Regions from separate parts of the Mus musculus genome. Here regions 1 and 3 are each linked to region 2. Evidence: chromatin contacts called from public HiChIP or PLAC-seq data. All regions are on one chromosome and are shown on one strand. Each heading gives the region's core, a stretch centred on a gene start, on an enhancer-like site or on the middle of the called end of the contact. The rest is flanking DNA. Distances are from core to core; before and after follow the strand shown.

Region 1 (4,164 bases), core at 536-3,035, 66 kb after region 2:
TCGCCCCCTGCAGATTAAGTCCCAAGATCATCAAGCTGGTACACGGCTGACTCAAGAATGTAATTCCTTAAAATCATGGGCTGACAAAACAGAACTCGGCTGGGCGTGGGGGCACACGCCTTTACTCCCAGCACTTGGGAGGCAGAGGCAGGCAGATTTCTGAGTTTGAGGCCAGCCTGGTCTACAAACTGTGTTCCAGGACAGCCAGAGCTACACAGAGAAACCCTGTCTCGAAAAACCACCAAAACCAAAAACAAAACAAACAAACAAAAAAAACCAAAAAAACAAAAAACCAAAAAAATCAGAACTCAATCCAGCATCGTAAGACCTGGTGTCTTAAGAGACACAGCTATCTATGGCAGGTTTGTACTTCCACATAGGCCTGGATTAGTGTTACTCTAAGTATTTAACAAAAGCCACACACCAGCCTCTTGGCAAGAAGGAAAGCCAAACCATTTGTCCTATCTGTTACCCACACAGGCCTTGGCTTTCCTGGAGAGGGAAGGAGCAGGCAGGTGCCTCTGTCAGGACAGAGGAAGAGAGGAGGGAGGAGCAGACAGGAGCGAGCTGCAAGGCAGCCGAGCAGCGAAGACTGTGGTGTGGGCGCTTCCACCTGAGTCCACCGATGTAACCAATCACACTCTAGACTTCCTAAGGTTTCCTGCAGCTCTGGGATCCTAAAAACGTTAATTCACTCACTTCAAGGAAGGAAAAGAAAAATCCAAACGTCTCACTTTCTGGACGGATGCTCAAGTCCAGAGACATGACATAAACCAAGATTCACCTCCAGGCTCTTTGGGTTGAAGTGTGTGTAAGAATCACAACAGTCACAGCAGTTTATAAAACACCAGTGTTGCAGCAGTCCAGAGAGAGTAGTAAATACTATCAGATGGAGTGCACAATGGTGGACCAGGAATGTGAAGATGGAGATTAGGAAGTACTTTTGCCTTTTAAAAGCCAGCTACAAAGTAAAACAAGGGGCAGGGGGATCTTATGATTTTCCCTATGGCAACAATGTGGCTATTTCTGGCCCTGTTTCTGAGTCATTCAGGGAATTAGAGTTGTAATTCTGAACACTTGCCCTGGATTGTGACTGGGAAGCATTCGACTGGTAAGGAAAAAGGATCTTACATTTTTGTAAGCTAGTACCAGGAACAAATGCTAGCTAACCCACAGAAGGGCTGTGCTGAACTTGAATTCCTTCTATTTTCCTTAAGCCTCACACATGGTATGTGCTGAATAAAGATTTAATTCAAACCTTTTTTCAGTTACCTTTGCTAATATTTATAAATTATTTGGAGGAGGTAGATTTGAGGTTGTTCCTTATGATTTAAAACTATTTAATGTGGTTTACAATGCTAACAAAATTCTCCATCAGAGTTTACAGCTGCAATCTGAAGTGTCTAACCTGAGTATGTCTACTTGGCAGACATTTTCAGCGCACTTAGGGTCTTCCGTGGATGACTCTACTCACACCACAAACCAAGCACTGCTTGTGATGCTCCCTCAGCAGATTGCTAGCCCCCAAGTCCACCATGAGCCCGCAGCCTCCTCTCCCACTCTGTGCATGTCTGTGCATGCAGGCAGCAAGGATGCTAGTCAGTGTGCCCTGGCTCCCCTGTGAAGTCTTTTTGTTTTCTTATTCTTCCTTCACCCCCAATCCTAATTTTGCTTCTCTCCATAGCTTTTGTTATGTGGGTCTCAGCTGCACAGAAATAGCTACAGATCTGACCACACACCACAATTACCCACTGAGATCTTCTAGGAGAACAGAAGAGTAACATCATGGCCTCGGCAGGTCTCCAGCTCCTTGCTTTCATCCTGGCCGTGTCTGGGGTGTCTGGAGTACTCGCTGCCACTCTGCTGCCAAACTGGAAGGTTAATGCATACGCAGGACCCAACATTGTAACTGCTGTTGTCCAGGTGCAGGGGTTGTGGGTGGACTGCACGTGGTACAGCACTGGGATGTTTAGCTGCACTCTAAAATACTCCATTCTGTCGCTCCCCGTCCATGTGCAGACTGCGAGGGCCACCATGGTCCTGGCCTGTGTTCTGTCTGCTTGGGGGATTTGTACTTCGATAGCAGGAATGAACTGCACTCACTTAGGAGGAGACACACACACCAAGAGTAAAATTTCCTTTGCTGGAGGAGTCTGCTTCATCACTGCAGGGATCTCTGGTTTAATCCCAACAGTGTGGTACACCAAGGAGATCATAGCGAACTTTCTGGATCTGACCATTCCGGAAAGCCACAAATATGAACCTGGAGGAGCCCTGTACATTGGGTTTATTTCGGCGATGCTACTACTTATCTCTGGTGTTATTTTCTGCACTTCTTATATACAGAAGAACCAAGAACCATGGATCTACCCTCCCAAGCAGAAACTTTCCACTACCTGGCAGCCAAAGAACAGGCGAGCACATAACTTGAAGGATTACATGTAAAGAGCTGTGGGATGAACAGGTAGTGAGGCCTCTGAGAGCCTGCTCAAAATGTATTAGAATGAAGAGAAAAACCACATGTATGCTTAATTTCCTTTAAGAGAATATAAAATATTAAAAAATTGTGAGGTACTTTAAAATGCCAACAAACGATCACATACAATTATATCTACTGTCTTGCGTTTATTTTCCCATTATTGCATTCATGTTTTATTTAAAGTATGTAACTGAAAGAGGGCCTGACTAGACTAATAAAGTGATGGATGACAGTATTAGTTTACTTTTAAAGATAACTTTTTAATATATCTTTTACATTACTTTTTTTTAATTGCAAAGTATAAAAATGTTCTTGATCAACATCCTTTAGTGCTGATCAGGAATATCGCCTACTTTTGCCCCCTAGTGGGCAATGTCTGAATATTCTGCTGTTTTAAAGCCACAGGATGTGAGGAGACCCCAGGAAAGAGAAACAGAACTCATGCAGATATCACCCAAGCCATCCAGCCATAGACCCAACTTCCATTCCAAATTTTCATGTGTTATAATATATGCAAATTAAGATTAGATTGAATTAATAAACTGGTAGATGCTACTGCAGCACAAAAAATCCAATATAAACACAAACTAAAATATAGCACTTTTAAAGTACCAGCTGAGTAATAAGAGCCCTGCTTGCTTCAAATTACCTGAGCACTGACCCCTCTTCTGCATCCAGAAAACGATTACATTCATTTCCCCAACTCTTTGGATTCATCCCATCCCAATGGCTCACATTTGTCACTATTTGAGTAAGTCCCTTGTGTTTGAGACTGGGTCTTACCGGATAAGCCACATGCCTCCCTCCTGTGTGCTGGGCTTACACACATACTCCACTATGCTCAGCTTAGTCACCTTTAAGTTGTATTTTTTTCCTCAAAATTCATTCAAGTTAACAAAAACACTGCTGTTCTCTTATAAATGAGCATCTTCAGTTAATACAAGTAAATTAAGTTTTAAAGGAATGTTTTTTAAATATGCATATAAATTATGACATGTAATTCAAATATTCTAACAAAGATTTGGACTTTTCATAGCTGCAAAGAAACATTGCAGTTTTTCTAGTAATCTATTTGCTAGTTTATGCTTATTAATAGCTCATAATGGAACTGCTAAAGATAAAAGTCTACACATTAATAACTTAGAAGTGTGTATACAGAAAATAGACTAAAGTACTTTAACTCCATTTACTTAGTGGATTTTCAAGCTCTGCAATAGTCATGCTAGAATAGGACAGCAAAAATAAAAAGGCGCCGCTTCCTGTGAGAACACAGGAGGCTGTTTCAGTACAAATTTAAATGATCATTTAAAATATATTTCCTTGTAGGTGGCCAAGTACTTTCTAAAGAAAGAAAATGTTATGTTAAAAAGACTTCTAATAAAGAATATCTATAGGCAAGTGATGTGACAGAACTGCTTTGGTCCCCATAGTGTTCATTCATTTTACTTAATGTATCAGTATTTAGGCAGGCTATGTAGCCCAGAGTCCTATGTTAAAATGTCATTTAATATAGTCCAGGTAATATTTTATTTATCTCAAATACTTTCTTCTTAACTAGACAGAGGAATGTTTGACACTCTCAAGCAGCAGACGATTTATACCAAATAAAGGTCAATTCTTTCTGGACGGGAGCTGAAGTGAGCAGGGAGCAAACTGATAGAAACGCTATGCAGGGGCAGTCCAGG
Region 2 (4,318 bases), core at 63-2,562:
ATGTCAGCTCAGCCCAGTTTTCATCCTTCCTTCCAGGAAGTCATGGTGTGTAAATGGAGTCACTCAGTGGGTAGCCTGCCAGGCCTGATCTCTTCAGTAGCCTGACATGTTTGCCCTCTTCTCCCTAATGTAGCGTTTTCTAGGTTAACTTATATTTAAGCATCAGTCAGCCTTTCACTACTCTTCATAGCAGAATAATACTCCATTTTACCCTATTTTATGCAGCAAAATAGTAGCTCCTGCTGGAATGGGTATTCATTGTCTCCCCCACCCCCAAGCACAACTCCCGTCAGCTACATGTTTTTTTGCTAGGCTTCTTTCCCAGGATCTTTCAGTAAAACTCCAGATCACTAGTTTTGAAAGCCTTGAACATAAAATCCATTTTATTAAGATTCTTTAGGGCTGGAACTATGGCTGAGTCACCTACCATACATAAAACGCTTCCATATAAAGTAGGCATGCCTCACATCTGTAATCTCGGCTGCTCTGGGCCCTATGAATCCCAGCTGGGAGAGAGGGGGAGGGAGCGAAAGAGGGAAGGGAGAATGAATCTCTTGAGTGGCTGGAAAATGTGCTGTCTGTCTGTCATTTGCCCCTGACATAATTGTCACTTGGCTCTTTTTTCAGAGGGTATCACTGTCTGGTGGGTTTAAGTATACTTTAGGAATCTTTCCTTCATTTCCCACTCCCCTTTTCTTTGGGTGTGGGCTAACAACCCACAATTCCCAAGTCATAGTCACAGCCATCCAGGAGGACAAGGTTGTCCTGTGAGGGAGACTGGCTTCCTCCTCAGCTCGTTCCGTTGTCCTTCTAAAGATGCCTGTGTGTGTTGTACCAGGCATGGTGGTAGCCAGCTGCCATTGCTCCCCTGAAAACACTGGTCTCACTTCTTCTCTATGACTCTGAGGAGATTTGTCACTAGACAATTGGCTCAGATCATGGTAGCCTGCTATCAAGGAGCATTTATTACCTGCGTTTTTTTCTTCTGTGCACCACCAGCTCTTGCTACATTGAACCTCGGGTTCAGTAGACTTCTCGGGAGTTTTATAAAGTTTACATTTTTCTGGCAGGGTATGTATGTAGTGATAGAATTGATGTTCTCTGCAAGCTTTATGATGACATTCAAATGGCTGCTTTGAATGTCTTAGACACGGAATAATAATGAGCATTAAAATGGAAGGCCTGGGAGATGGTTTAGTTGGAAAAGTGCTTACCATACAAGCATGACAACATTCTGGTCTCTAGGACCCATGTTAAACAAACAAACAACTAGCCATAGTGCTATATGCTTGTAATTCCTGTGATGGGGTGGCAAAGACAGGCCAATTCCTGTGGTTAACTGGTTAACCAGCCTGGCTTACTTGGAAAATTCCAGGCTAGTGAGAGATTCCTTCTTTAAAAACAAACTAGATATTATCCTGAAGAATGATACCTCAAGTTTAACTTCAGGCCTCTACACTCATGTGTACCTTCCCCTACATAAGCATAAGCACGCGCACCCCCCCCCACACACACACACAGAGAGAGAGAGAGAGAGAGAGAGAGAGAGAGAGAGAGAGAGAGAGAGAGATGTAGTTGGACTAGTAGATTGATTTTTTTGTTTGTTTGCTTGGGGTTTTTTATTTGTTTGTTTGTTTGTTTTTGAGACAGGGTTTCTCTGTATAGCCCTGGCTGTCCTGGAACTCACTTTGTAGACCAGGCTGGCCTTGAACTCAGAAATCCGCCTGCCTCTGCCTCCCAAGTGCTGGGATAAAGGCGTGCGCCACCCCCGCCTGGAATAGATTGATTTTTTTTTGTGTGTGTAAGGATAATGTATGGTATTAAATAATGATCTTTTGGTTGGGTAGTCAGGTCCCCCAACCTTGAAAGGAGTCAGTCCTATTATTTTTCTCAGTCTCGGAAGTGTGTATTTATGATTTCATTTAAGCATCTTATTTTCATTTTGTTTCTCTGACAATTAGGGAGTAATATTTGCCTTGATGACAGCACAGTAAGCTGTCCTTGCTAAGAGGTGCCACAGGCCATTGCCCTTTAAAGTAAAAAACATTAATAGAACTTAGGGAAACCGAAATTAGCTAAGAATAACCACTGTTATACAAAGCTCCCAGATTTCGAATTCAAATGGAGGAACTTCTCAGGGCTCTTTACAAGTGGACTTCATGTTTGGTGTGTTCCTTGTGCTGCCATTTCATATGTGAGGTTAATGGGCAGCTGTATGATAATTCGTGTGACTCGGAGAACTGGGCCGGGGGGATTTTAGCTGTGTATGTACAAAGCACTGTTGTTCAGCTGGCTGACTTGATTTATTCAGTATATTGACCTCTCTTAAAATTGCATTTGTAATTAAGGCAGAAAAAAGCAAAAGACACACGGGATGAAGGAGATGAATGGGATGAGGACTCTGAGGTTCCTCTTTGGTTCTTTCTGAGCTCTTTATCAATTGAACTGTGTGGTGAAAGTGCCAAGAAACCAGAAAACTACAGATTAAGACATAGTCCACACACACAGTCAACCGAATGTCAGTAGAAAGAAGGATACATTAAGACATCAAGAATGGGGGCTGGAGAGGTGGCCCAGCAGTTAAGAGCCCTTATGTGTTTCCACTGCCCACCAAGTGACATTTTGAAGGTTTGTGGCTGTGGTTTTAACTATATGTTGTCTGGGGACATGGCTGATGAGTCGCTTGCAGTCCTCTAAATTAATATCACATGTTAAGGTGGGTTTCATTGTGTTAGTTTCTTGTTCCTATGTCCAAATACTGTAGCCACAAGCTTTATTTCCCAGCCTCTTTGTTCCCCAAAATTATGACTGAGACTTAATATTTTATGAATAAATGTCTAAGCCAATAGTTTTGCCTTGTTCCCCAACTAGCTCATAACTTAATTACCCATGTATTCTAAGTCCTGTTGTGTGGTTAGCTACCTCTTCTTCAGCATTCCAGGGCAAATCCCTCACACCTGAGTCTATCCCAGGAATCCTCACTGTACCAGTGCTTCCACCTCCCTATTTTCCTGTCAACGTTCATAGGCCAATAGCCTTTCATTGACAAATGGAGCTTCCACACATTGCACAAAAGATTCCCTCTACCAAATACCAGGGAAAGTAGCTTAAGGAAGGGGCTGTTTTGGCGGATAGTTAGAAGTGATGTAGCTGATCTTGGCATTGAAGGCAGGGTGGTTGGGGTGTGAGGCAGCTCATCCTATTACACCCACAGCTGGGCAGCAGAGAGAAGAGATGCAGGTGCTCACTCGCCCTGCTTTTATACACTCTAGAGTCTCAGCCAATGGAGTGGTGCCAGCCACATTTACAGTGAGGCTTCTCACCTCCATTAACCTAATCTAGAACGTTTTTAGAAGCATGTCCAGAGACTTGTTTCCTAAACAAATCTAGTTGATCATATTAGATCAAAAAATAGATCAAGTTGACAATATCAATCATTACATAAGTGAAGGAGAAAGCACAAATGTACTGAGCCAAGAATTAACACCATTAATAAGTAAATGTCAACAAACTCTTTGAGGCTGCTGGGAATTTTGGCCTTTCCTTACAAAGCTACAGATTCCATTTTTTTTTTTCCTTATGGCATTATTAGGGCAGACTATGAATTGTGTAGCTACCACTATGGTTTTTGTTTCAGCATAGTAGAAATACATTATTGAAAGAAGGTCTTTACATATGGCAGTATTACAATCAGTATACTATAGTATGCTTTGGAATGGTGGAGAGGGAAATTGTTCACTGATAGTATGAGTCTTCAGGACTAAATGAAAGTTTCCATCTTCATGCCCTACCCTTCCTGCAGGTGACTCTCATCCTCACAGTGAGGCAGAGCTTGCCCAGTGCTGTGAGTACCATCTTAGTCCATATGTGTTGCTCCAGTTCCAGAGTCTGGGTCATTTCTTAGCAGAAATGCAGTGGCTTATAGTTCTGGAAACTGAAGTCCAAGGTCAGGGCATTAGGTTTAGCCATTGACTCTACTGTGGCCTTGACTTCTGCATCCTCATGTGGCAGAAGGCAGAGAAGAGTGCACATACCGTGAGGCTCATGATCTAGTGCATGAATGCCATGTCCCAAGGACCTCATCAGATCCCTTCTCCGGGCACTTTCAGTGACAGCAAACTTCCAACACACAGATTCTGGGTTACACATTCACATTGCTGTGACTTCAATTATTAATTTTGCAAAAATTTAAGCCAATAAGTAGCCTACAATTTGCATTTCTTGTTTGGAGCATAGTGATTGATGTCCTCCATCTACTCTCATTTTCAGTTGCTGGTTCTGAGGATCCAGGGACCATGCTCAGACTTGTGGATGGCAT
Region 3 (4,231 bases), core at 1,559-4,058, 100 kb before region 2:
AGATTTACTGTTCTCTGTAGTTTATCTCCCTGTTTTCAGAATCTGAAGCTTGACAAGCTCTTGCAAGCACGAGCTTAGCCCTAGATCTTTTATAGCTCCCAGTCTCTTAATTATTATCAGTCCCCACAACAGTAGATCCCAGACATGGGGAACTTCACTTGAGAGGTGGCCTACCCTACATCATGCAGGCAGAGCTCATTGTAAGATGATTGTCTGGTGCTTATTGGATGAGCAGCACACATGAAGCATGCCTTAAATTATATCCCTGTATACTTTTCACTATGTCTCATCCCCAGTAATGGTTTAGATCACAGGCCTCTCTCCTCAGTGGGTTGATTGAATAACTAATACCAGCATACCTGGGGGAGAGGAGAGTATCTACTTTCCAGAAGGACATGCAGGTGGAATCCTGCAAGGTGTTTCTTGCACTGAGAACAGAGTGAAATGCTCTCAGTCACAGTTTGATTTCGTTACCACTGACCCATATAATGAGCGGTAGTTTCCAACGCCTGCGGTGTCTCATGTTCAGAGCCCATTTGAGGATAGAGCATTCACATGCTCCGTTCTGGTCACTGGACTGTTCTCGGAGCTCTGAGGCGGGAAGACTTCCTTCTTAATTTGAGGAGATCTTGCTCCCCCACTGTGGTCTTAGGGATGTGCTCTGAACTCTCTCTGCAGCTCTGAACATACATTATCTGAGACCGAGGACTCTTTTGGCTCTTGCATGTTTTCCAGTGTCTTCTCTGTGACATCATGGCTTTGGGAGTTTGCATGGTTCATTGTATTTTCCAGGTTTGTTGGTTTCTTTGAGCAGTCATTTTTAATGTTCCCGACTCTGATCAAATAAATACTCTGATTGCCTCTTGTTCAGAGCAGCCAGGTCTTGCTTTGTTCACATAATATTGTTCAAATTTTTTCCCAAGGTACTTAGAGATTTATTTAAATTATCCTCTGTCTTGTGACTATGGGGCCTAAATTATGTTTCCTCTAGGGCAGAGAGCCCTTGGCTCATTCTGACCCTTTAATATTGTGTTCTGGATTTCCTCAAGTTACTCATGAGCTGTTTTTTTTGTTTTTTTGTTTTTTTTTTTAAATGAAGTTACCTTTGATCTTCTCTGCAATTGCAGACTTTCCAAAACAGGCCTTGTCTTAAGCAGGATGGCTGACTCTCCATCCCTGCTGATGTCAGAAAAAGTGGGCAGACCCTCCTTGGGTAAGTGAGAACAGTCAGGAGGCTCTAAACAACTTTCAGTTCCTCGATAACAAGAGACTCCCTGAGTCAGCTGTTCTCACCCTGTGGGTCACAACCCCCACAGGGGTCTCATATCAGATGTCCTGAATATCAGCTATTTATACTATTACAACCCATAACAGTAGCAAAGTTTCAATTGTGAATTAGCAATGAAAGTAATTTTATGTCTGGGTCACCATAGCATGAGGGATTGTATTCAGGGGTCGCAGCATTGGTTCCCTTCTAAGGATTCTTTTTGTTGGAAAATAAAACAGAGGAAATGGCAGGGCTCGGCTGGGTGCCTTTGCCTATTGTTACATCAGCAGAGATACGCCATGGCTCCATGCATGATCTTCACTGACTGTGTTTGACTGTAGGGCCCCATGGAAAAGAATCCCTCACTACCAGGCTGCACTTTCCCAGTTTGATCCTTGCTGTTGGTGTGACTGGATTTTTTTCTCCTCCCTTCCAAGATCTCCTCAAACTTTGTGGTCCCCCATGTGCTTCTTTCCCAGTTCTTAGCATGGTCTGTTTTATTTGAAACTGCACAGTTGTTTTTAGCACAAGCCCAGGAGCGTGGGGGCTGGAAGGTGTTCTGTCAGCGTGAGGAGCTTGGGTGAGAGGAATCCACCTGGTATTTCACTCTGAGTTTTGTACTTCTCTGGGAACTTCCTTTCAATGTTCTGGGCCTCTTTACAGAGGGAAGGACACTCAAAATTAGCCACCTGCAGAAGGGCAGTTTCTTCTGTCCCAGCCACTATGTGCACCCAGCTGTGTGTCTGTCAGTGGAGCTTTGATTTGTTCCTAGTGTGAGGGGAGAGATGCAGTGGGAACCATAGGCTTCTGTGGAGATGTCTCTGTGGGGATGTCTCTGTGGGGGGATGTCTCTGTGGGGATGTCTCTGTGTGGGGATGTCTCTGTGTGGGGATGTCTCTGTGTGGGGATGTCTCTGTGGGGATGTCTCTGTGTGGGGATGTCTCTGTGGGGATGCCTCTGTGAGGGGATGTCTCTGTGTGGGGATGTCTCTGTGTGGGGATGTTTAGAGCCTCCTGACTGTTCTCACTTACCCAAGGAGGGTCTGCCCACTTTCTCTGACATCAGCAGGGATGGAGAGTCAGCTTTACCCCAGTGGGCAGCACTCAGGATATCTTGTGCCCAAAAGCACCAAACTTGACCTGTGAGGAGCAGAAACCTAGCAGCACTCCAATCCTGAGTGCTCTGTGGATCTCTTCACAAGGCTCTTTGAAGCCCAGTGAGGTGTACGTTAAGCAGTGTAGAGAAGGACAGTGTCTCTCATACCTGTTTATTTATGTTTTATGTTTTAATATTCTTTTGTTACTGCGAGTGTGTGTGTGTGTGTGTGTGTGTGTGTGTGTGTGTGTGTGTGTGTGTATGCATGCATGCAGAGAGGTCAGAATTCAACTTGAGGAAGCTGGTTCTGTTCTTTCAACATTTGAGTCCTGGGGATCAAACTTAGGTTGTCCAAATCAACAGCAAACATCTTTACCATCTGGGTCATCTTATTGGCCCCTCTCCATTTGGTTTTGGAGAGGAATGGAGGCATGAGAGACTGGCAAATGTTACTATTGCATAGGAGGTTCGACTTGGCACCAACAATGGAGTTACTCAGGACAGAGTGGCCAATGCTGATGTCAGGGTAACTAAGGGAGGGTCTTATTAAAATTCATATAACAGTCCCCTTCCATCCTACTAGGTTCTGGTACACCCACAGAAGAAAAACAACAAGAGAATCGATGGAGCTACAAGGAAAAATGTGGCCCTGACAGTGTGAGCTAGCGTGTCCCAGGATAAAGTACTCAGCAAGAAGCCCCCATGGCAGCATGTTGGCGAGGCTGAGAAAGCAGGGATGGGAAAGAGGATTTGGAAAGAGAGCTGTGTGTTTGAGAAGAGGTAGCATTGTGAGACCCCCTACTTAAAGCGTTTCTCCCTGGAAGGTAAGGCCCCTGGACGTCCCCCAAGCTTGTTTTCCCTGATCTCTAAAAATACAGCCAGAAAGAAGCTCTTTGTTCTCTATAGCCAGCAAAAAGCCTTTTTGTTTCTGTGCCTTACAGCCAGAGATGCGATGATTGTGGGGAGACCTAGCCAGGTGCTTGCTTGGCTCCCTGTACCAAGGACATGGAGATAGATTCCACAGAGAAGAGCTGTAGCCAAACTCCTCCCAACTCCTCCCAACTCTCCTCCCAACTCCTCCCAATTCCTCAGCTAGCTGTTAAAAGCTCCCTACTGTTACTGCTCAGGGTCGAACTCCCCTGCCCTGCGCCGCTGAAGGAGTTCATCCTCAGCTAGCTAATAAGAAAACCTCTTGCAGTTTGCATCAGGTGTGGTTTTCTCTCCAGTTATTGGGGTGCCAGCCAGCTCATCCCAGGACTTGAGCTGAGGTCTCCCCAGTTTCGGGGGTCTTACAGCATCAGGACTGTGGGAGAATTGTGCTTGAATTATTGCAGGATAATATTTTTATAGGATGGTAATGATGTAACAAACACACGCAGGGCATGCTTGGACAGAAAGAGAACTCAAAATCCTTAACGCAGGTTTTGAAAGGCACTGTGGCTCCTTGTTGCAGCACATAACCAGGGCTGCTGCATCGTGGCTTTGACTGGCTGCCAGGTACAAATGCAAATGATGTGATGGGGGCTTGACCCCCAGGCCCTCTTTCTATGGAGCATGCTGGACTGTCATTTTTATCATTTTTCAGGGAGAGAGTACTCAAGGGTAGATCACGTGGTGGAGGCAGAAAAGGGTGTGAGTTTTCACAATAGGCTTGTTCTTTGGTTAGTTCATCTCTGGGACTTACACAAAGTATGTCATGGGAACTGGGGATTTGGCTTATGTTGGTAAAAATTCTAGCCTGGCATGCACAAGGCTCTAGGTTTGTCATTACCCACCAGTCAACTAAGCAATTGATCAATGATAATGGGATATGGTTCTGTTTCGTCTGTGTTTTCCCTGCTTCTGCCCATTGACTTATAAGGCTGGCTC

The links. HiChIP or PLAC-seq counts read pairs in DNA pulled down with a chosen protein or histone mark.
Region 1: a contact with region 2 is called in an H3K27ac HiChIP or PLAC-seq map of embryonic fibroblasts, with 9 read pairs. The contact joins the promoter of Cldn20 here to the enhancer-like site in region 2. A contact is called at or near these places in 10 of 39 promoter capture datasets (the 3T3-L1 cell line, cranial neural crest, embryonic stem cells and 7 more), 3 of 15 datasets of contacts at CTCF or cohesin (CD8 T cells, the NIH/3T3 cell line and pro-B cells), 14 of 484 Hi-C or Micro-C datasets (the N1E-115 cell line, cerebral cortex, differentiating embryonic stem cells and 8 more), 5 of 115 datasets of contacts at active chromatin or transcription factors (embryonic fibroblasts and embryonic stem cells) and 1 of 9 other capture datasets (adipose tissue).
Region 3: a CTCF HiChIP or PLAC-seq map of the NIH/3T3 cell line shows a contact between it and region 2, with 18 read pairs. The contact joins two enhancer-like sites. A contact is called at or near these places in 1 of 15 datasets of contacts at CTCF or cohesin (the NIH/3T3 cell line) and 1 of 484 Hi-C or Micro-C datasets (liver).

Annotation. Positions count from the first base shown.
Region 1 is chr17:3,530,769-3,534,932 of GRCm38.p6, forward strand. It overlaps Cldn20 (claudin 20), which reads left to right and starts at 1,786. Exons shown (of 1, transcript NM_001101560.1): 1 at 1,786-2,445. The coding sequence starts at 1,786. The coding sequence ends at 2,445. All of the region lies in intron 5 of Tfb1m (transcription factor B1, mitochondrial), which reads right to left.
Region 2 is chr17:3,465,584-3,469,901 of GRCm38.p6, forward strand. All of the region lies in intron 14 of Tiam2 (T cell lymphoma invasion and metastasis 2), which reads left to right. Among named protein-coding and RNA genes, the nearest start is that of Gm52295, 59 kb to the left of the region's middle. Within about 2 kb of position 1,313, at least 15 of the 459 cell types and tissues checked have an H3K27ac peak or open chromatin away from gene starts, as enhancers often do. A contact at or near this core is called in the NIH/3T3 cell line and embryonic fibroblasts, where this site is marked.
Region 3 is chr17:3,359,188-3,363,418 of GRCm38.p6, forward strand. All of the region lies in intron 1 of Tiam2 (T cell lymphoma invasion and metastasis 2), which reads left to right. Among named protein-coding and RNA genes, the nearest start is that of Tiam2, 35 kb to the left of the region's middle. Within about 2 kb of position 2,809, at least 13 of the 459 cell types and tissues checked have an H3K27ac peak or open chromatin away from gene starts, as enhancers often do. A contact at or near this core is called in the NIH/3T3 cell line, where this site is marked.